Regions from separate parts of the Sus scrofa genome. Here all the other regions are linked to region 3. A link is a contact called in public HiChIP or PLAC-seq data. All regions are on one chromosome and are shown on one strand. Each heading gives the region's core, a stretch centred on a gene start, on an enhancer-like site or on the middle of the called end of the contact. The rest is flanking DNA. Distances are from core to core; before and after follow the strand shown.

Region 1 (2,728 bases), core at 113-2,612, 280 kb after region 3:
TTTTGAGCTCAGGCTGGGAAAGCTCAGGGCTGTCAAAAGGCATTTATTGTTTGTTCTAGCCAACACCTGAATATAAGGCCCTGACCTCTCTTTTTTAGAGTAGTTACTAAAAAGGGTTTACAATTGTTTGTTAATTCTTCCTCTGTCCCTTTGAGATATATGTGTACCCCCCACAACTCAGGAATGTCTTTCTCAAAGATCTGAAAGCCATCCTTTTAAAGTGTAATTATCAGAAAAGGCAGGGCCTGGGGTCTCCCAGTCTGTGGGAAAAGTGAATCCTCACTTCCACAAGATGACACAGCTCGCCTAAGTGCACGGACACTGCCCAAACCTAGGTAATTTTGCGCTTTCCTGACTCTACTGAACCCCTTCCTTCATTTTCCCTCTAAAACCCCGTCACCTCTGCGCAAATCGGAATGGAGCTCAGCTCTTTCCCTACTGCAGTTACTGAATAAAAGCTGTTTTTGCCTCTCTGATGTCCTGCTGTATTATCTTTGACTCTGGTAGATACAAATTTAAATTCAGACGACTACTACAATAGGCCCGTAAATCTTAGAAGCTTGTTTTACAGGGTGTTATCCTCAAAAGCTAAGGAAAACTCTGCAAAGTAATCCCTCAAATACCTCACCCCCTCTTCCCTTCCTCCAGGGCCTCCGCAACTTGAAGCTCCCGTGTTTACTTCCTACTGTGGCCAAATTTCACTTCTCCCTCCGCGTGAGGGCTCTACTTTGTAGGATGCTGAATTTCGCCCAGCGCAGGTCTACGCCCTTCCACGTCTGGAGCCTTTTCTCTCCGTGTCTCTGTCCCCTTGATCTCGGGGTGTCCTCCTCAACCCCCTTCCCTCTCCCTGACACTCCAGATCCACGGCCTCGACCTGGCCGCCTCTCTCCCACTCCAACTTCAACTTCCCGGCAGCGGAGGCGTCCCCGCTCCCGCCGCGCTCCGTGCTGGGGCCCCGGCGGCCCTTTCCCGGGGCTGCGAGTGGGGAGGGGAGCGTAGCCCTGTCCGGGTCGGCCATCTCGCACTCTCTGGGCGCGCCCGGCCTCTACCGGGCTGGGGGATCGAGCGGCTGAAGGCCGAGGCCGCTCCCGCTGCCGGGCGGGAACTCACCTTCTCTGAGGCAGGGGCGGCCGTCTACAACTACGGCCCCCCTCCCCGCCAACGCCACCGGTCGGGGGATAGGCTGAGGTGGAGGTGGCGGAGAGGCAGGGACAACCGCTGCCGCCACCGCCGCCTCCGCCGCGGAGCAGACGGGGTGGGAGGAGGGGGCGGAGACCGGGCTTCCTGAAGGGAAGTAGCCACCACCACCACCAGCGACTGACTGGACAGCGCCCGCGCCATGGCGGCGGCGGGGCGTGCCACTGCGCTTGCGCAGTCACCCTACTCTCAGAGAGCCTTTTTAGCCCCGCCTTCTTGTTTGCTCCGCCCCCTCGGTCCCCTTCTTCCGGGACTCTGTTTTAACCTGGCCGAAGCTCTCCTCACTGCTACTCACTTCGGGCGGTGGCGGGGGGAAATCTAAAACCAACAAAGAAAAAAGTTTGGAAATCTGCGGTTTCTACCTCCAGAATATCTGAAAAATCATGATTTCCTGCTTTACCTTTTTAAAGTTTGTTAAGAGTCTTTGATACACAGTAGATTAAGCAAAATCTTTGGTGGTGATATGCTGTCATCATTGCAGCATAAATGACCTTTTTCTCTCCCTTGGCTCTCTCAGTATACGTGTATATACATACACACGTTCATCTCATCCTCTTGTTCCCTGTCTCCCAAAGAAATCACTACCCTGGTTTGTAGTCATCATTTCTTTACATATGTATATATCTTTATCACATGTATGCTTGGGGAAATTTTTTTCTTTTTTTGGTCATTTTGCCATTTCTTGGGCCGCTCCCGCGGCATATGAGGTTCCCAGGCTAGGGGTCGAATAGCAGCTGTAGCTGCTGGCCTACACTACAGCCACAGCAACGATGCCAGATCCTTAACCCACTGAGCAGGGCCAGGGATCAAACCTGAAACCTCATGGTTCCTAGTCAGATTCATTAACCACTGAGCCACGATGGGAACTCCTGCTTGGGGAAAATTTTTAGATTGTTTTTTAATTTTATAAGATTTATGTCTTTCTCTAGCAGGGCTTCTTTCACTCAATGTTTTGAGACTCATCCAAGCTGTTGCACATAAATGTTATTTATTCATTTCACTGCTATACAGTGTTACACCCCTTTTCCTGTTGATGGGCATGTCCCCTGTGCATTGTGCAAAAGTTTCTCTTGGGTAAGCTCTCCTTTCCTGTAATACAACCGCTGACTAATTTCAGGTTCCCATCATCTTTTGTTAGAACCATGGCAATAGCTACCTAATTTACCATTCTTCCTGATTTCACCGTTCCAGTCTACCAAAGGGTTCTATGTGGAAGTCATTTCTGGCTCCAGTTGTCTGTTGGAGAAAGTCCCACATGAATACTACTTCTGGGCTTCTGTGCACCTCCCTGATCTCATTATCTTCCTAGTGTTCTCACTTCCCCACCCTTTCACTTTGTGATTCAACAACATTAAACTTTTATTGATTCTTGTAAATACCCTGCTATTACATAACTCAGTTTATTGTATCTGCTACTTCTTCCTGAAACACCCTCTTCCTACTGCCTAATGAACTCCTCCTCCCCTCAGAAGTAAATCCTATCCTGAATTCAGCATTTCTCATTTTCATGTCTTTCTTTATATTTTTACTA
Region 2 (3,021 bases), core at 398-2,897, 370 kb before region 3:
AATCTGGGTCTGAGGGGGAGTTCCCATCGTGGCTCAGTGGAAAGAAATCTAACTAGTATCCATGAGGACGCAGGTTCGATGCCGGGCCTTGCTCAGTGGGTTAAGGATCCAGTGTTACCATGATCTGTGGTGTAGGTTGCAGATGCAGCTTGCTGCAGCTCCGAATTAAACCCACTTAAACCCCGGAGGTGTGGGGTGGGAGGGAACAAAGACTTGAGCCCTACAACCACAACAAACTACAATTCTGCCAACAAACTACAAGAGCTTGGAAGAGAACCCTTAGCTCCAAATGAGAACCACAGTGGGGACAATACCATAGCAGAGAACCCCATTCATGTCCAGAAACGGTTTTGTTTTAAGCTGCTCAATATGTGGCATTTGTTATATAGCAATAGAAAACCAACACACACCCCACTTTCCTATGGAAGAGGCTGCTTCTCTTACCCTTAAAATGAAAGGGAAATAAGAAAACTTGAAAGAAAAAATTAAGTTTGATTTTTATGATTTCTAACTCACTATGTCTAGGGATTTTGCTCAATTGCATGAGTCACAGTACCTGTTTTGCAACATCACATTTTGCCAAAATACCAATTTTCTTTAATTGTGAGCAGTGGGAATAGGTTTACCTTTTTTATTTTTAATTTTAGCAAATTACTTTGACAATCATGCAGAAATAAAAGGAACTGGGTTTCTAACCTCCTTGAATGTGTGCCAAAGTTGTCCCAGCACCTGGAGACACAGGCTAATCTCAGAAATGAGCACAAGGTCATGTCGCCTAACCTTCCTTGAGCACCAAGAGTTCGAGCTCCATAAACTACAACCTTTCATTTTTGTTCAGAGAACGAAGAGCTCAAGAGGTGTTCTCAGCTACAAAAAGAAGGGCAATCCCTCCTCCGTGATAATTACAACCTTGACCCCTAAAACGCGGACTCCAGCAGTCCAAGAACGGCCTTACTAAGATGCAATAAGACAAGGCTGTGCGTATCCTGCTGGGAAGTGTAGTTTTTCCCTGTCGACCTTCAACCACCGACTGTGCGAAACCTATCACGCGCCCAACCGGCGACCCGAGCGCCAGTAGCCTCGATTGGTCCTAGACTGGGGCAGCGCAGGGCTGATTGGATGGCACGTCCCCTAGGCCGTGCCTCCCGTCCTATGCCCGCCTCCCCGCCACCTTCTCCTCATGCCCCATCCCGCTCAGCAATAACCCTCAAGTCATCCCAGTCTGGCAAACTCCCGAATTAACTGCTTCACGGGCCCACCCGACACTCTCGCGATAAAGGCGGCCCTGAGACACGCCTTTGTCCCCGGGCCTAGGCAGAGACAAAGCCTCCCCCACTTTCAGTAGGTTGCCCGTCACCACACACTCTCTTCCGGCGCCCTGATCCTTACCTGGGCGGTGGAGGTCACGCCGGATAAATGACAGGCCCGCAGCATCTCGGCGCGGCGGACGGCGCTGCGGGTCTAAGTGAGAGCAGGGGCGGCGGCGGCGCGAGAAGGGGAGACCGTGCGCGCGCGCAAGCGTGCTTGCGTCCGTGCCGCCTGTCCGCGCCCTGCGTACCGGAAGGGCAGCCACCGCCACTGCGCATGCGCAACCTCCTGTTGCCCCTGTCCAAGCCCCTCCGAGAGGCTGGGCTCTGTCGGGACGGAAAGGGCGCTTTCTCTTTCCGGGTTGCGCTTCGGGTTCTGGTCTGTAGCGGGAAGCCCAGGGTACTAGGTGAACTGAACCGGTTGGAGGACGTCGGAAACTGGGGCTTCGGTTCCTGCGAAAACTGAGCAGGTGTGATTCTTCGGAGAATTCTAGCAGGAAAGTGGCTCAGCCTTTTCCGTCGGCTGGATATTTCGTAGAAAGGAATGGATTTGCCCAAAGTTACGTAAACGACGGTAGTGTCTCGGTTTCCGCGTTTGTTTTGTTTGACAGTCCTTCAGGGAGTCATGCTTTTGAGAGGCTGGGTGAGAGAACACTGAGGAGACCTTTGTGCAAAATTATTTGTTCATGTATCTAATAAATAGCAGAGAAGGGATAGGGACCCTGATTCTTCAGGTTCCACAGTCTCTACTCCTTCCATATTAAACCACACTGCTTTCTCCACCAAGTTTGTATTTTAAAAAGATAATTTTGGCCACAATCTGTGAGATGAAGTCAGTGCAGAAACACTGTTCAAAGCATTCCACCGATTCTGTAATCACGGAAACATATGTTAAATATTGAACACTATTCAATACTATTAGTACTAGTAATGATCTTATCACAATATCATAGAAACTAAATAACTTATCTATTGCGTGTGTAAGGTACTTCAAGTCTTAACTAGATAGTTCATTGTAGTTCTCCCTAGCGGTAGACAACGCTACTGAATCCCATTTGTAAAGAAGTGACTTTGAAAATTATCTAAGGAGTTCCCGTTGGGGCGCAGCGGAAACGAATCCAACTAGGAACCATGAGGTTGCGGGTTCAATTCCTGGCCTCAGTGGGTTCAGGATCCGGCGTTGCTGTGAGCTGCGGTGTAGATCACAGACTGGGATCTGGCGTTGGTATGGCTCTGGTAGCTACAGCTCCCATTAGACCCTTAGCCTGGGAACCTCCATATGCCACCAATGCAGCCCTAAAAGTCCAAAAAACAGAAAAATAAAATTATCTAAAATCAAATGATTACTTATGTTTGTATAGGTTTACTGCTTTTCCGAATAATTTTGTAATTACATTATACTTGATATTTCACATTGCCATCACTTAGCCTCAAGAGCAGTCGCCCACTTTTTTTTTTTTTTAGTAATTTTAACAATTAAACGGCAGCCCTGCCAGCCCATCCCTGCCCACTGCTCTCATGCTAGCTGACGCCAGTGTGATGACTTTTCTAACACCTTGGCCATAAACCTCTCAATGTCAATGAACATCTCCTCCAGCCATGTATGGCACAGCGTTGGGCCTCAATATCATTAGCAACTTTTCCATCTTCAAGATTTCAAACTCCAAAATTAATTTCTATAGTTTTTGTCATTTAATAAAGTCCTTAATCCCCA
Region 3 (2,883 bases), core at 132-2,631:
TTAACCCACTGAGCAACCAGGGAACTCCACATTGGTTTTTAAAATCTGCCTGCCAGAGCTGAACAAGTGAGATCACTTCTTCAAAGATTTTAGGCTTTTTTTCCATTATGTATAAGTCTAACCTGGGTACTGTAAAGCTTCTGACACTTTAACATAAATATTTACCACTGGCGCTCTTGTCAGAATTAACGTTATGATTCAATAGATCTTAGACAGGAACCAAGATTTTTTTAACAAGCTGCCAGGTGATGCTGATGCTGCTGATGCTGTTGGTCTGCACTTTAGAGGGTTGTAGAATATATAATTTATCCTAACTAGCACCAGTAGCTAAAACTTATCATGCTTTCGCCTTCAGTGAGTCCGAAGTGATACTATTATATTCCTGCTTGATATCCAAGACTGAGGCACACAGAGATGAAATTTCCTTAGATCACAAAGCTGATTATGTGGAGAACCAGGATTCAAAGTTAGGCACACTGCCTCTGCAGGGCACTCTCAACCGCTCCACAGTATCCCGACGTGATCTCAGCTGACAGGCAGATTCAGAACTCTAAGCCAGGTCCAGAGTTATTATCTTCGGTACCACTCTTCGAAGTGGGGTCTGGGCTATGACTGTGCGGTTGGTGTCAACATAACGTTGTTGGGAAGCGGAATGAGAACCAGAGCCTACCTCTCAACACGCCGCACTGTGTGGGGAAAGGGCGGCAAGCGCCTATACCGCTCCGTGATCGGGAAGGGGGTCCTCGAGGACAGCTCACCTGCTACGGGCAGGTACGCCCATGCCCGTGGGCGGACTGAGGGGGGCGGGGCCTGCGCCCGGGATAGGTTCCGGGAGGGACGTACCAACGCCGGCAGAGGAAGGGGTTCCAGAGGCCAGGACGGCGCTGCTGCCTCCGCGCCCCGTGCCGAGCCTGCATAACTCTTAACCTAGCCCTCGGCTCCTCTGCGGAGCGCTGTGGTACAGAGGTTTTCTTTCGCCACAACTGGCTCCTAAGAGACTTCCTCCGGCCCCTCGACCGAGTGGGAGGCCCCGGAAATGGGGGCCGAGCGGTACCTGGCCAGCCGCGGGGAAAGAAGGTCCAGTCCACCACCAACTCCACTGAGCCCTTACAAACCCACCCACTCAGTGCCGCCGCCGTAGCCCTTACCAGCTCTTTGGGCGGCTTCTCTTGGGTTTTACCAAACAGCCCCATGGTGAACTGAACTCGTCTTGCCCCTTCCGGCTCTCCGTTCCCTGCGCCCAGGCAGGTCACGGGCAGCCGCCTGGGCGGGGCGGGTTAGGGAAGAGGAGGCTGGACGCCCGGAGTCGGGAGCGGCCGCTGGGGTCCTGGTGCGCATGCGCCGAACTCATGCGCAGATTTAGGTCGGCGGAGTCAACGCTGAAAGATTGACGCGATTGCGCACTTGCTGGGAGGGGATTTGCTGACCCACGTGACGAGTTAGCTGTGTTTTCTTAGGCCTGGGAGGTGATTCCTCCGAAAGATGCGATTTTATTGACTGCACCTGGTGATTACAGCTGCGTTGCTCGCGCTGTATTGTTGCGCCGGAATTCTTTATCTTTACCAACAAGGTACTTTTACAACCACTTTCCGAACAGCTTCACCCTTCTGTCCCGTAGGTACCTTACTTGTAGCAAGGCAGCAGTGACCTCTTCTTCCTCCCGCCGGACCTTCTCCTTCCCTATGTTGTCTCTGCCATCACTAAGTCACTAAACCTGGGTATCATCTCTTCTCCACCTCTTACCAGGTCCCAACAACTGTAACTTTTTTTTTTTTTTTTAACTCCAGCCTTCTAATGCCAAATGTCACAGCTTTGTGCAGGCCATCGCCATTTCCAACGTGGATGATTCCTACCAGCCATTTGTGTGTGTGCTTGTGTGGTCCTTCAATCCACGCAGACCATAACCTTAATCAAATTCTCAAAGGAATCTGTGACGAAAAAGGACTGGTCGCATTTTACTGGGCAGCCTGATTGAACCAACAATTACTTCCTTTGCTGATGGTGAAGCATCCACTCATTTAGTGCCTCAACCCCAACTCCCATCTCTGGTGGGAATGGAAAATGATACAACCATTCTGAAAATATTTTAGCAAGTTGTTTAAATAATAAACGTTTATCTCAAGCCATTCCACAGCCAGCTATTTATCCAAGAGGGGGGGGAAACACGTCCTTACAGAGACTTATACAAGTATCCTTATTTGTAATTGCCAAGAAATGGAAGTAATCCAAATGTCCATCTCAACAGGAGAATGGATAAAATAATTGTGCTAGATCCGTACAGTGGAATACTACTTGACAATAAAAAAAGAAACTGTTGATACATGCAACAGCATGGGTGAATCTCAGAATAATTTTGCTGAGTGAAAGAAGCCCCCCCAAAAAAGTGTACATTCTGTATGATTTCATTTATGTGACGTTTTACTAAATGCAAACTAATCTATAATGGCAGAAAGTAGATTATTGGTTGTTAGGAGACAGGGGTTGGTTTCCCAAGAGGTGGCAAAGAGGGATTACAAAGAGACATAAGGAAAATTTGGGGGGTGATGGATAATATGTTGTTTGTGGGGGTGGTTTCACACATATATGCAATATCAAAAATTGGACACTTTAACATAGAAGCAACCTAAATGTCGAACAGAATAGATAAAGAAGATGTGGGGTGTGCATGCATATGTGTACACACACACACACACACACACACACAAAATGGAGTACTACTCAGCCATAAAAAAAGAATAAAATAATGCCATTTACAATAACATGGTTTGACCTAGAGATTATCATAGTAAGTGAAGTAAATCAGACAAAGACAAATATTATGTGATATCACTTATATGTTGAATCTAAAAAAGTGATAGAAATGAACTTAGTTACAAAATAGAA

Evidence for each region. HiChIP or PLAC-seq counts read pairs in DNA pulled down with a chosen protein or histone mark.
Region 1: an H3K27ac HiChIP or PLAC-seq map of alveolar macrophages shows a contact between it and region 3. The contact joins the promoter of KRCC1 here to the promoter of CHMP3 in region 3. A contact is called at or near these places in 2 of 2 datasets of contacts at active chromatin or transcription factors (alveolar macrophages and skeletal muscle).
Region 2: a contact with region 3 is called in an H3K27ac HiChIP or PLAC-seq map of alveolar macrophages. The contact joins the promoter of MRPL35 here to the promoter of CHMP3 in region 3. A contact is called at or near these places in 1 of 5 promoter capture datasets (liver) and 1 of 2 datasets of contacts at active chromatin or transcription factors (alveolar macrophages).

Annotation. Positions count from the first base shown.
Region 1 is chr3:57,926,897-57,929,624 of Sscrofa11.1, reverse strand. It overlaps KRCC1 (lysine rich coiled-coil 1), which reads right to left and starts at 1,362. Exons shown (of 4, transcript NM_001243946.1): 1 at 1,111-1,362.
Region 2 is chr3:58,573,736-58,576,756 of Sscrofa11.1, reverse strand. It overlaps MRPL35 (39S ribosomal protein L35, mitochondrial), which reads left to right and starts at 1,647. Exons shown (of 5, transcript XM_003124936.4): 1 at 1,647-1,777. IMMT (MICOS complex subunit MIC60) reads right to left here and starts at 1,582. Exons shown (of 13, transcript XM_021087287.1): 1 at 1,390-1,582. The coding sequence starts at 1,434.
Region 3 is chr3:58,205,419-58,208,301 of Sscrofa11.1, reverse strand. CHMP3 (charged multivesicular body protein 3) reads right to left here and starts at 1,381. Exons shown (of 6, transcript XM_003354734.4): 1 at 1,149-1,381. The coding sequence starts at 1,193.